Linked DNA regions of Sus scrofa: region 1 is linked to region 2. A link is a contact called in public HiChIP or PLAC-seq data. All regions are on one chromosome and are shown on one strand. The core of a region is the stretch at or near the end of the contact, and the rest is flanking DNA. Distances in the headings are between cores, read along the strand shown.

Evidence for each region. HiChIP or PLAC-seq counts read pairs in DNA pulled down with a chosen protein or histone mark.
Region 1: an H3K27ac HiChIP or PLAC-seq map of alveolar macrophages shows a contact between it and region 2. The contact joins two enhancer-like sites. A contact is called at or near these places in 2 of 47 Hi-C or Micro-C datasets (embryonic fibroblasts and epiblast stem cells) and 2 of 2 datasets of contacts at active chromatin or transcription factors (alveolar macrophages and skeletal muscle).

What each region holds. Positions count from the first base shown.
Region 1 is chr6:53,383,054-53,388,228 of Sscrofa11.1, reverse strand. All of the region lies in intron 1 of BICRA (glioma tumor suppressor candidate region gene 1 protein), which reads right to left. Among named protein-coding and RNA genes, the nearest start is that of EHD2, 38 kb to the left of the region's middle. Within about 2 kb of position 2,753, at least 32 of the 83 cell types and tissues checked have an H3K27ac peak or open chromatin away from gene starts, as enhancers often do. A contact at or near this core is called in alveolar macrophages, where this site is marked.
Region 2 is chr6:53,205,561-53,210,839 of Sscrofa11.1, reverse strand. It overlaps SLC8A2 (sodium/calcium exchanger 2), which reads left to right. Exons shown (of 12, transcript XM_021094637.1): 8 at 3-20; 9 at 1,371-1,495; 10 at 1,774-1,873. Among named protein-coding and RNA genes, the nearest start is that of MEIS3, 20 kb to the right of the region's middle. Within about 2 kb of position 3,854, at least 3 of the 83 cell types and tissues checked have an H3K27ac peak or open chromatin away from gene starts, as enhancers often do. A contact at or near this core is called in alveolar macrophages, where this site is marked.

The DNA of each region.
Region 1 (5,175 bases), core at 1,504-4,003, 180 kb before region 2:
TCCTAAAATATGTAGGGGTGAAATGATAAAACGGCTGTGATTTACTGCAAAATAACCCAGTTTGGGGTGTTCAGGGGCACACGCAGCTGCACTGGCCCAATATGGTGGCCTCTGGCCACATGTGACTACGGACATTTAGGTTCAAGTTAATTAAATGAAATTAAGGCCAGAGACTTGAGCTGACCCTCAGCCAGAGAAGACAAATGGCCATGAGCACGTGAAAAGACGCCCGACGCCATCAATCACTAGAGAAATGCAATCGAAACCACAGAAGCCACCGCACACCCATTAGAACACCCGCTACCAAAACGCCGAAAAATAACAAGTGTGGCCGAGGACGTGGAGGGCCTGGACCCTCACGCGCTGTTGGTGGGAACATCAAATGGTGCGGCTGCTGTGGAAAATGGTTTGGCGGTTCCTCAAAAAATTAAAAATAGAGGAGTTCCTGTCGCGGCGCAGTGGTTAACGAATCTGACCAGGAACCATGAGGTTGAGGGTTTGATCCCTGGTCTCGCCCAGTGGGTTAAAGATCCGGTGTTGCCATGAGCTGTGGTGTAGGTTGCAGACGCGGCTCGGATCCCCAGTTGCTGTGGCTCTGGCGTAGGCCCGTGGCTACAGCTCTGACTGGACCCCTAGCCTGGGAACTTCCATGTGCTGCAGGAGGGGCCCAAGAAATAGCAAAAAGACAAAAAAAAAAAAAAAAAAAAAAGTGGCTGAGGAATTCTCTTATGGTGCAATAAGTTAAGGATCCAGTGTTGTCACTGCAGTGGCTCAGGTTGCTGTTGTGGCGCAGGCTGGATCCCTGGCCCAGGAAATTCCACATGCCGCGGGCACGGCCCCCACAAAAAAGGCTGAGATTGTACATGTTTTTTTGGCCATGCCCGAGGCCTGCAGAAGTTCCCCGGCCAGGGATCGAACCTGCACTACGGCAGCAACTTGAGCCACAGCAGTGACAATGTCAGATTCTTAACCCATGGAGCCACCAGGGAACTCCAGGTAAATTTTATATTATATGCTATATATATTTTACCTCAATAAACTATATGCTATATATATTTTACCTCTTTTTCTCAAAACTGAGAAAAAGAAAGGGACAATGGGGAACCTTAAAATTTTAAATAAAAAAATTACGTAAAAATACAAAGGAAATTAGAAAGCATTTAGTTCATAGTCATGCTGGCCACGTTTCTTAGGCTCAACAGCCACATGTGGCTGGTGGCTCCCACACGGGTGGGCACAGCTCTAGAACATTTCTGTGGTGGCGGAAAGCTCTCTTAGACAATGCTGGTCTAGTGTGTGGGGAAACGGAAAACTGGCAAAGAGTTGGTTGACGGTGTCCGTGTTTTACTATTTTCTGGACTTTGTGCATATTTGGAATTTTCCATAACGGTTTTCACTTTGAAAATACTTTATTTTTTTGGCTTTTGTCCTTTTAGGGCCACACGCATGGCATATGGAGGCTCCCAGGCTAGGGGCCCAATCGGAGTTGCAGCCACCGGCCTCACCACAGCCACAGCCACACCAGATCCGAGCCGCATCTGCGACCTACAGCACAGCTCATGGCAACGCCAGATCCTTAACCCACTGAGCGAGGCCAGGGATCAAACCCACAACCTCATGGCTCCTAGTTGGATTCGTTTCCGCTGAGCAATGATGGGAACTCTGAAAATACTTTAATATCAAATACTATCTGTCTGATTGTTTACCGTCTGTCTCCCCTGCCACAATGTCAAACGCCCAAGGGGCAGGCTTTTTGTCTGTGCGGTTCCCTGTGGTGCACGCAGGGGGCTCAGTGAATATCTGTGGGGCAAATGAATGAATTTGCAGAGGGGGTTAAACAAACCCATTCGTTTGTTCAAAGAGCAGCCTGGTAGAAAGGGCCTTTAGGACTCGCCAGCTCTGTGTCCGGCGTCGGGGAGAGGGAGGGCTGAGGGTACTGGAAGGAGCAGAGCAGACTCAGTCCTTGACCTTGGGGCGGGTCACGACCCCTGGTTCTCCACCAGGGATGACACCGAACGCCCCTCTCCTCGACACACACATCCTCAAGCTTCCAAAAAAGTGACTCGGTTGGAGGGGACACAGACCATGAGTGTGCAAAGCTGCAACCCCAAATTATCCACACAGGAGTGGATGTAATGCATCCTTCAGAGCAGCCACACTTTATTTTATTTATTTTTTTTATTGGCTACACTCAGAGAAGTTTCCGGGCCAGGGATCAAACCTGCACCAGAGCAGCAACCTGAGCCATAGCCGTGACAACGCTAGGTGCTTAACCTTCTGAGCCACCAGGGAACTCAGAGCAGAAGCTCTAAGAGCCATCGTTTGGTTCTGCTCGAGTCCCGGCACAAAGTGGACACATGGACAGAGCCACAGCTGACCCGTGGCCGAGAGGAGCCTTGGCTGTTGTCAGCCACCGAGATCTGGGGCTCACTTGTTGCTGCAAATCACTTGGCTGAGGCTGACTGATGCGGGCAGAGCCCACCCTGCCCCCAGGCTTCCTCACATCAGGCCTTGTGCCCACTCCACACCCACTGATGACCCCCTCTGCACGGGAGGGAAACCGAGGCTTGTAGGGGTCAGGACGCTTGCCCCAAGCCACACTGTGGGGCCAGAATTTGAACCCAGACCCTGTGATTCTGAGGAATTCTCCACCACCAGGCTATAAAAAGCAGGACAAGCTGGGCCTGCAAAGCACAAGCAGCTCAAGAGAACAGCCGTGACGCAACAATGACAAAGTGTCCTTCCAGAAAATCCTGTGAATTCCTCGGGCGCTTGCAATGCACTCAGACTTCTGCGCTGTCATGGGAGCTGTGCAGACGCCAGGCTGCCGCGCGAGAGCCGGAATTAAGAGTCCCCGCGAAGCTCCAAAACAGGCTCATTTGAATTTCCCCAGCCGAATGCTGGTCACCCTCAGGTCCTTTGCAAGTCATAAAAATGACAGTCGACGGAACTGTATCATTTGCTGATGGGAAATGAGAGGCCGAGAAGAGGATGTGGCGAAGCCTCGCTGCTGCTCTGCCAAAGGCCATTTCCCCAGCCCTCCTGGCCTCGGTCTCAGCAGCCCCGAGCCACCCACTCGCCCAGGGAAGGCCGGCCGAGCCCAAGATGTAAACAAAGACTTCTGAGTCAGTCTTTTTCAAACGGTGGGTCATGCCTTTGGAGGTAGTGAAATCAAATTAGCAGGTTGAGACCAGGATATTTTTTTTTTTTTTGTCTTTTGTTGCTGTTGTTGTTGTTGTTGCTATTTCTTGGGCCGCTCCCGCGGCATATGGAGGTTCCCAGGCTAGGGGTTGAATCAGAGCTGTAGACACCGCCCTACGCCAGAGCCACAGCAACGCGGGATCCGAGCCGCGTCTGCAACCTACACCACAGCTCACGGCAATGCCGGATCATTAACCCACTGAGCAAGGGCAGGGACAGAACCTGCAACCTCATGGTTCCTAGTCGGATTCGTTAACCACTGCGCCACGACGGGAACTCCCAGGATTTTTTTTTTTTTAAGTTAAACAGTATAGGGTCCAACGGAATGGGATAGGAATGCAAATATCAAACGGCCTCACACAGGGTAAGCCTAAGGGTCAGTGAGTGACACTGGTTTCCATTATGTGTGTCTGTGTGTGTACATATTTCCTACTGTGGGTTGTGGCCAAAATTAGCTTTGAAATTATTGGACTAAGCCAGTGGCACTGCTATCCCGTTGAGGGGAATTCATCAGGCTTCCTTGCAGCTAGGGCAGCCACAGTTTCACAAACAGTCAAAGCCAAGGTGTACAGAGTCAGGTTCTGCTCAATGAGTCTTTTGGGGAAGACCAAGAGAATTTGGGAATGTTTTTCTTCCAGAATATAAAGACAGAGCTTCTCTCAGGAGAAAGTCTTTTGCTTCCAACTTCCAACTTTGAATACAGGTGAGAATACTGGAACAGTGGCAGCCATTTTGCAACCATGAGGCAATAAACCTGAGGCTGATAAGCCTATCTGCAGAGGATAACTGATGAGAGGAGAGAAAAAGACTAGGTTCTCTCTCTTTTTTTCCCCCTCTGTCTGTGGCATGTGGAAGTGCCCAGGCCAGAGATCAAACCTGTACCATGGCAACAACCTGGGCTGCTGCAGTGACAATGCTGGATACTTAACCCCCTGCATGACTAGGTTCTTAACAACTCATGGGTCGCCTGACTCTCAAATGCTTAATCCTTATAGTTTAAGCCACTACTAGGTTTTTCATTCTGTGCAGTTGAGCACAACCCGATACAAGTGAGCTAGCATTTCTTTCTTTCTTTCTTTCTTTTTTTTTTTTTTGCCTTTTTGCCATTTTCTTGGGCCGCTCTCACGGCACATGGAGGTTCCCAGGCTAGGGGTCGAATAGGAGCTGTAGCCACCAGCCTACACCACAGCCACAGCAACACAGGATCCGAGGCGTGTCTGCGACCTACACCACAGCTCACAGCAACGCTGGATCCTTAACCCACTGAGCAAGGGCAGGGATTGAACCCGCAACCTCACGGTTCCTAGTCGGATTCGTTAACCACTGTGCCACGAAGGGAACTTCATGAGCTAGCATTTCTAGATACCTTTGCAATCCATCACAAGGACCCTCACAGCCTTCCATGGGTCAAGGACTGTACACTGTGAATCCACTGACTGAGAAGAGAGGCCCAGCAAGATGGGAGAGGGCTGATGGTAAGGAGATGTGAAAAAACAAACGCCACTGTGGTTGATTGCAAAAGCAGCCAGAAACTCTTCGCCTCCCTAGTGTCACTCTTTTTAGCACCTCCTATCAAGAGATGGGGTCTATTACTCAACCCTTGAACTCAGGCTGGCCTTCTGACTCACCGTGGCCAACAGAATGCGGCAGAAGGGATGGTGTACGTTTCCAAGCCTGCTCTTTGCCCAGCTGCCACGTGAAGACATCCGGGGTAGCCTTTAGGAAGACACGAGACCCACGCCCATCGCCTCCGACATCCCAGCTCCCAGCCAGCCCAGCCCTAGAAGCAGAGCCACTTCGCTGACCTACAGCTGAGCAGACACCCACTCCAAGACCCAGGGGATTCAGGCCTGTGCCCAGGCCAATTTCCAACCATCGGGATCATGGCTTTGTTTCAATCCACTGTGGCAGATGGTGTTTTCCCAAAGATGGCTGCTATGAGGTCCCCAATCCCCCACGATCTTACTAATTCCC
Region 2 (5,279 bases), core at 2,605-5,104:
AGCTCTGCTCCTCAGTCAAGGTGAGTGGAGTTACCTCTGGGCTTTGGGGGTAGGGGGGCCCAGGAGGGAGGATCTCGGGGGAGAGTCAGAGCCTCAATCCTTCCACCCTGGTCTGGTTTGAGGCAGGTTGGGGGTGAGATAAACGTGGGGGGACCTGTGTGAATGTGAGGTGACAGAGGTGTGGAGGCCAAGGCCATGTTTCATTTGTAGCTGAGACGGGGGAGGTAGGGGAAGTTAAGACCCCGCCAGTCTGGGTTGGGGGTGGAATCAGAGGGAATTAGGCTCGGGACCCATTAGGGCGAGGGCGGGGTTGGGTTTGGGGCTCAGTATTAGGACTGGGTCCAAGCTGGAGTTAAGATGGAGATGGGTTTCTGGCTTTGCGGCGGGATCCAGTTAGAACTGGGGTCCGATTTGGGTCAGCGCCGAAGTTGGAATGTGAGGTGACTTGGAAGGAGCTGAGGTGAGAGTTGGGGCCAGAGTCAGAGACTGGGGTGAGAGTTGGGACTAGGATCGGAGTTTTGTAGGTAGCGACAGAGCAGTTTGGGAGTCGAAGTCAGAACTGGGATCTGGGGTTCGGATGGGGAGAGACTGAGGACTGTGTTAGCTGGTGGAAGTAGTACAAGCCGCTGGAACTAATAGGGCCCCCGGATCCCAGGAGCTTAACACAATGAAAGTCATCTTTTGCTCAGGCTTGGTTTTCTGAGAATGTTCCAGGTTGGCAGGTGGCTTTCTCATGAGAGTTAGGATTGGGTTGGTACCTGGGCTTGGATCAAAGTGTCACCGTGCTTTGGGGAGATAAATGAGCCCAGAGGCAGGTGTAGGTGGTTCTGGGTCAGAGATTTGTATCAATATTGGGACTCCCCCGCCCTCGTCACCACCTCAGATACACTCTAGGATATTTTCAGAGCTTGAATGGTGACAATGATGGTGGCGAAAATCATAAATTAACACTGTGGATGATTTACTGGGTACCAGGCACTGTTTTAAGCGCTTCACAGGAAGGAACGCCTTTAAGTCTCACAACCACCCTAGGTAGGTACTATTATTGTGCCCATTTTATAGATATGAACACTGAGGCACAGAGAGCCTGAGGCCTTGCCCAAGGTCACACAGCTCCCACCATATGATCCTCAGAGCCCATCAACTGAACTTCGTGGACCAGCCCATGGGAGCCGGGTCTCAAATTGGGAAAGACGGCGGTCAGATGGGTTGGCGGGGGTTGGGGGGGGGCAGGCTGGGGAAGCGTCCGCAAGGAGCCGTCCTAGAGAAGAGCAGACAGGGTTTTCTTTATCAATGGGAAAAGGTAAGAGAGGCATCTCAGGCCCAGGTAAGCCTCCCTGGAGTCTAAACTCCCATCCCTCGTGTCGCAGGCGACGGGGACAGGAAACCAACGGCTGAGGAGGAAGAGGCTCGGAGGATAGCAGAGATGGGCAAGCCGGTTCTTGGGGAAAACTGCCGGCTGGAGGTCATCATTGAGGAGTCATATGATTTTAAGGTGATTTTCTGGGGTTTCACTTTCCTGGAGTCTGGCCTGAGTCGTTTGTCCGGTGGGGGGATCCACTATGAGGGCCACCAAGGTCTGACGCCATCGTCCGGACCTCTCCACTAGCACCATGGAGAGCAAGGCCTCCCGTGTCCCTTCTTGCCAGCAGGACCCAGGTACAGAGGTTGAGGACCCTTGAGCATGAGGTGTGAGCCCCCATCCCCAGGACCCCTCGTGGAGGAGCTGCCCGGGGTGATCTGGGCGATGGTCTCTCCCCCTCTCATCCCCAGAACACGGTGGATAAACTCATCAAGAAAACGAACTTGGCTTTGGTGATTGGGACCCACTCGTGGAGAGAGCAGTTTTTAGAGGCAATTACGGTGAGCGCAGGTAAGTGGGGAGGGAGAAGAGAGGCAGGGAGAGAGAAGAAGGGGGTGGGGAGACAGAGAGAAATGAGACAGGGAAAGATGGACAAGGAGAGAAGGAAGGAGAGCAGAGAGACCCAAAGAGAAAGACCAAGAAACAGTTGCAGAAAGACAAAGGAAAAAATAGGGGACAGATACAAATAGGAGCGACAGACACACAGAGGCACCCAGATCCCGGAGGGACAGAGATGCGGAAGAAGCAGGAACAATGTGGAGAATGAAGACGCGGAGGGTCAGAGAGAGAGGCAGGTAGGCACAGAGACATAGAAAGCTGGTGGAGAGGCAGAGCTGTGGGGAGGAAGGGGCTCAGCCCAGGCTTTCTCCTGGCCTCCGGTGACTGGAGGGTGGAAACAGGTTAAAAGGCATGGCCTCCCCCACACAGCCTGGGCCCCTCTGTTGCCATGGAGACAGTCACCAGGGTACCCAGCTCTCCCACCTGAGCCGGTCTCATGCCCCCCCAACTTAGGGCTCAGACAGGCCCACACTGCCCCCATGTGGCTGCATGTATGATGACACCTGGATTCACAGATTGTCTTGGAGAAAGCGAGGGGGAGACCTAAGAGGGACTGGCCTGAAGTCCCGCAGGGAATCCAGAAAGTGCTAGGGCAGAACTCAGGACTTCTGCCCCTTGTACAACATTAGGTTACCTTCAGAGGGGCCAAGCTAGTGGGAACGGGAAACACACAAAGACTTGTTGGAAAGAAATTGGTGTGTGGGAAAAAGTACCAGGTGGCAGGCCTAGAGACACAGGTTGTAGTCCTAATAGAAGCAAAGTGGCATCTTCCTCTGAAGTCACACTCTTTTTATTTTATTTATTTATTTTTGGCCATGCCCATGGCATGCAGAAATTCCCAGACTGGGGATCAAACCTGCACCATAGCAGCAACCTGAGCCACAACAGTGACAACACCAGGTCCTTAACTCACTGCACCACCAGGGAACTCCACGAAGCCACAGTCTTTTGACATCTATTTCTGAGGGATTCTCTGGGCCCGGCCCTGTGCAGGAGCATGGATGGGGACAAAGACATGACCATGGAAGCTTGGGCCCTCCCTGTCCTCACAGAGCTTACAGCCCAGTGGGGAAGACAGGCCTGTCACAAGAGAATGTCAACTCAGAGTGGGCAGGACTGAGATGGGGGACCCCAGGGAGCTACAGGAACCCAGATCGGGTGTCTGACCCAGCTTGAAGATCAGGGAGCGCTTCCTGGAGGAGGAGGCTTCTAATCTGAGTCTTCCAGTGGGAATAGGAGGTAGCTGAGAGGAGGGAGCCAGGCAGAGGGGAAACCAAGTAGGGAGTCTGGAAGTATGAGAGCTCATGGCACCTCTGGGGAGGGTGACTGTTTCAGGCAGGGATGAGGCTGGAGGTAAGCAGGGTCCAGAGGGGGCTTGGATGTTATTTTATTTTATTTTATTTTATTTTATTTTATTTTACTTTCAAGCATCATATGAAAGTTCCCAGGCTAGGGATCCAATTGGAACTACAGCTGCCTGGCCTACACCACAGCCACAGCCACATGGGATCTGAGCTGCGTCTGTGATCTACACCACAGCTCAGGGCAACACCAGATCCTTAACCCACTGAGCGAGGCCAGGGATGGAACCTGTGTCCTCATAGATGCTAGTCGGATTCCTAACCCACTGAGCCACAGCAGGAATTCCAGCTGTGGAACATTTTAAACGAGGGGAACTCCTGGAGGCAGAGAGAGCTTGTGGACAGAAGAGGGAGAGGGTGGGATGGGTGTGAGTGTAGGTTCTCAAAACTGGCAGGAAATGGGTGGTACAAGGTCTCAGGAGGCTGAGCTTCATTCTAAGAACAGTGGGAGTCAGAACCGTCCTTCTAGTGGCTTAATGAAGGTAAAAGGGTTGCACGACGCTGTAACTGTGGGTGCGAGACAGCGGTCTTGAAGGCCCTGGGTGCACAGAAAGCACATGATTACATCAGAGGAAGTAGCGGTCATAGCAACAGTAAGAATAATCCTCATGATGACGACAGTGAAGACAGATCGAGTATCAGGCAGCTCTGAAGTCCATTTCCTGGGATGAACTCATTGAATTAAGGCTCTATCCCCAGTATCTGGGCTGGGGCTGGATCATTTTGCACTGTGTTCCACAAATGCCTTTTGATTCTTCCGGTGAGCACAAAGCTTTGTGAGGTGCTGGCAGAGAAGAGTGGTTCTCGTTCCTTTAGGGATGAATCACGTCCCACTTGCACTTAGAGATGCGTTTGTACTTCCTCTGCCTCCCTTTCTTGATGGTAAGCTCTTTACAGGCTGGACTTGGTTTCAAGCATCTTTGAAAACCGCGCCTCCCCCTCTCCCCGAAGTTCCTGTTGTGGCTCAGTGGGTAAAGAACCCATGTTGTCTCTGTGAGGATGTGGCTTCAATCCCTGGCCTGGCTCAGTGGGTTAAGGATCCAGTGTCACCGCAAGCTGTGGTGTTGTTGCCGCTGTGGTGTGGGCCTCAGCGTCAGCTCTGATTTGACCCTTAGCCCAGGAACTTGCATATACCACAGATGCAGCCATGATGAGGAATAAAAGTTAGCAGCTCAGTAATGTTGTTAAAGGCCCAGGCTCCTCCTCGGTTTCTTTTTCCTATTCTCAGCTGTTGCCCTCATGGCTGCAAGACAGCTGCTGTACCTCCAGGTGTCAAGTCCGTATTCCAGGCAGGAAGAAAGAGGAAGCAGGAAGAGGCAGAGTGCCTGCTGAGTTTGATTTCCAGTTCTAGTTTCCAATGCCCTTTTACTTGGGGTTGCAGCAAAAACGTTCTTTGAGATGCAACAGGCAGAACCAAAGAAGCCTCACGATCTATATTAGTAGTAAAGCATTTACACATTCAAGCATTTATTTCATTAACAAGCCAAGGAGCTAAGTAGGCAAGAAAAGTGGGAAAAGGGATATACGATCTGAATCCCCCAATCTACCAGCCTCTCTCTGTCTCCACGGCCCCCAGCTGTCCTCTGCTCCCTGACATTCCAAGGAGTCATTGGGTGGGACCAGGGGAAGTGGCTTCATGATTTGTTGGCTTGTCTGGCTTTTATCCCCTGATGTGCTCTGAGCAGCTGGCCAGGGATTACAGCATTTCTTATTAGCATCCTTCCAGATGTAATGCTTGGTACACTCAGGTGTGTTCCTTGCTTCTTCATTGCTTTCTGCTTATCAGTTTCAGGCGAAGTAAGCAAAAAGCAAAACATTTCACTTACACTTTCCTATTGCACAAGTCACTGCAGGTCAAAAGTGGGTCACGTTCAGTCACCATAGGTCGCATAAGCAACTCTGAAAAGCTAGAGCTTTCCGGAAACTCTGTTTATGTCTCCTTGCCAGAATGGGTCACTTGGCTGCTGCTGCAAGGGATTCTGGGAAAGTGAATATTG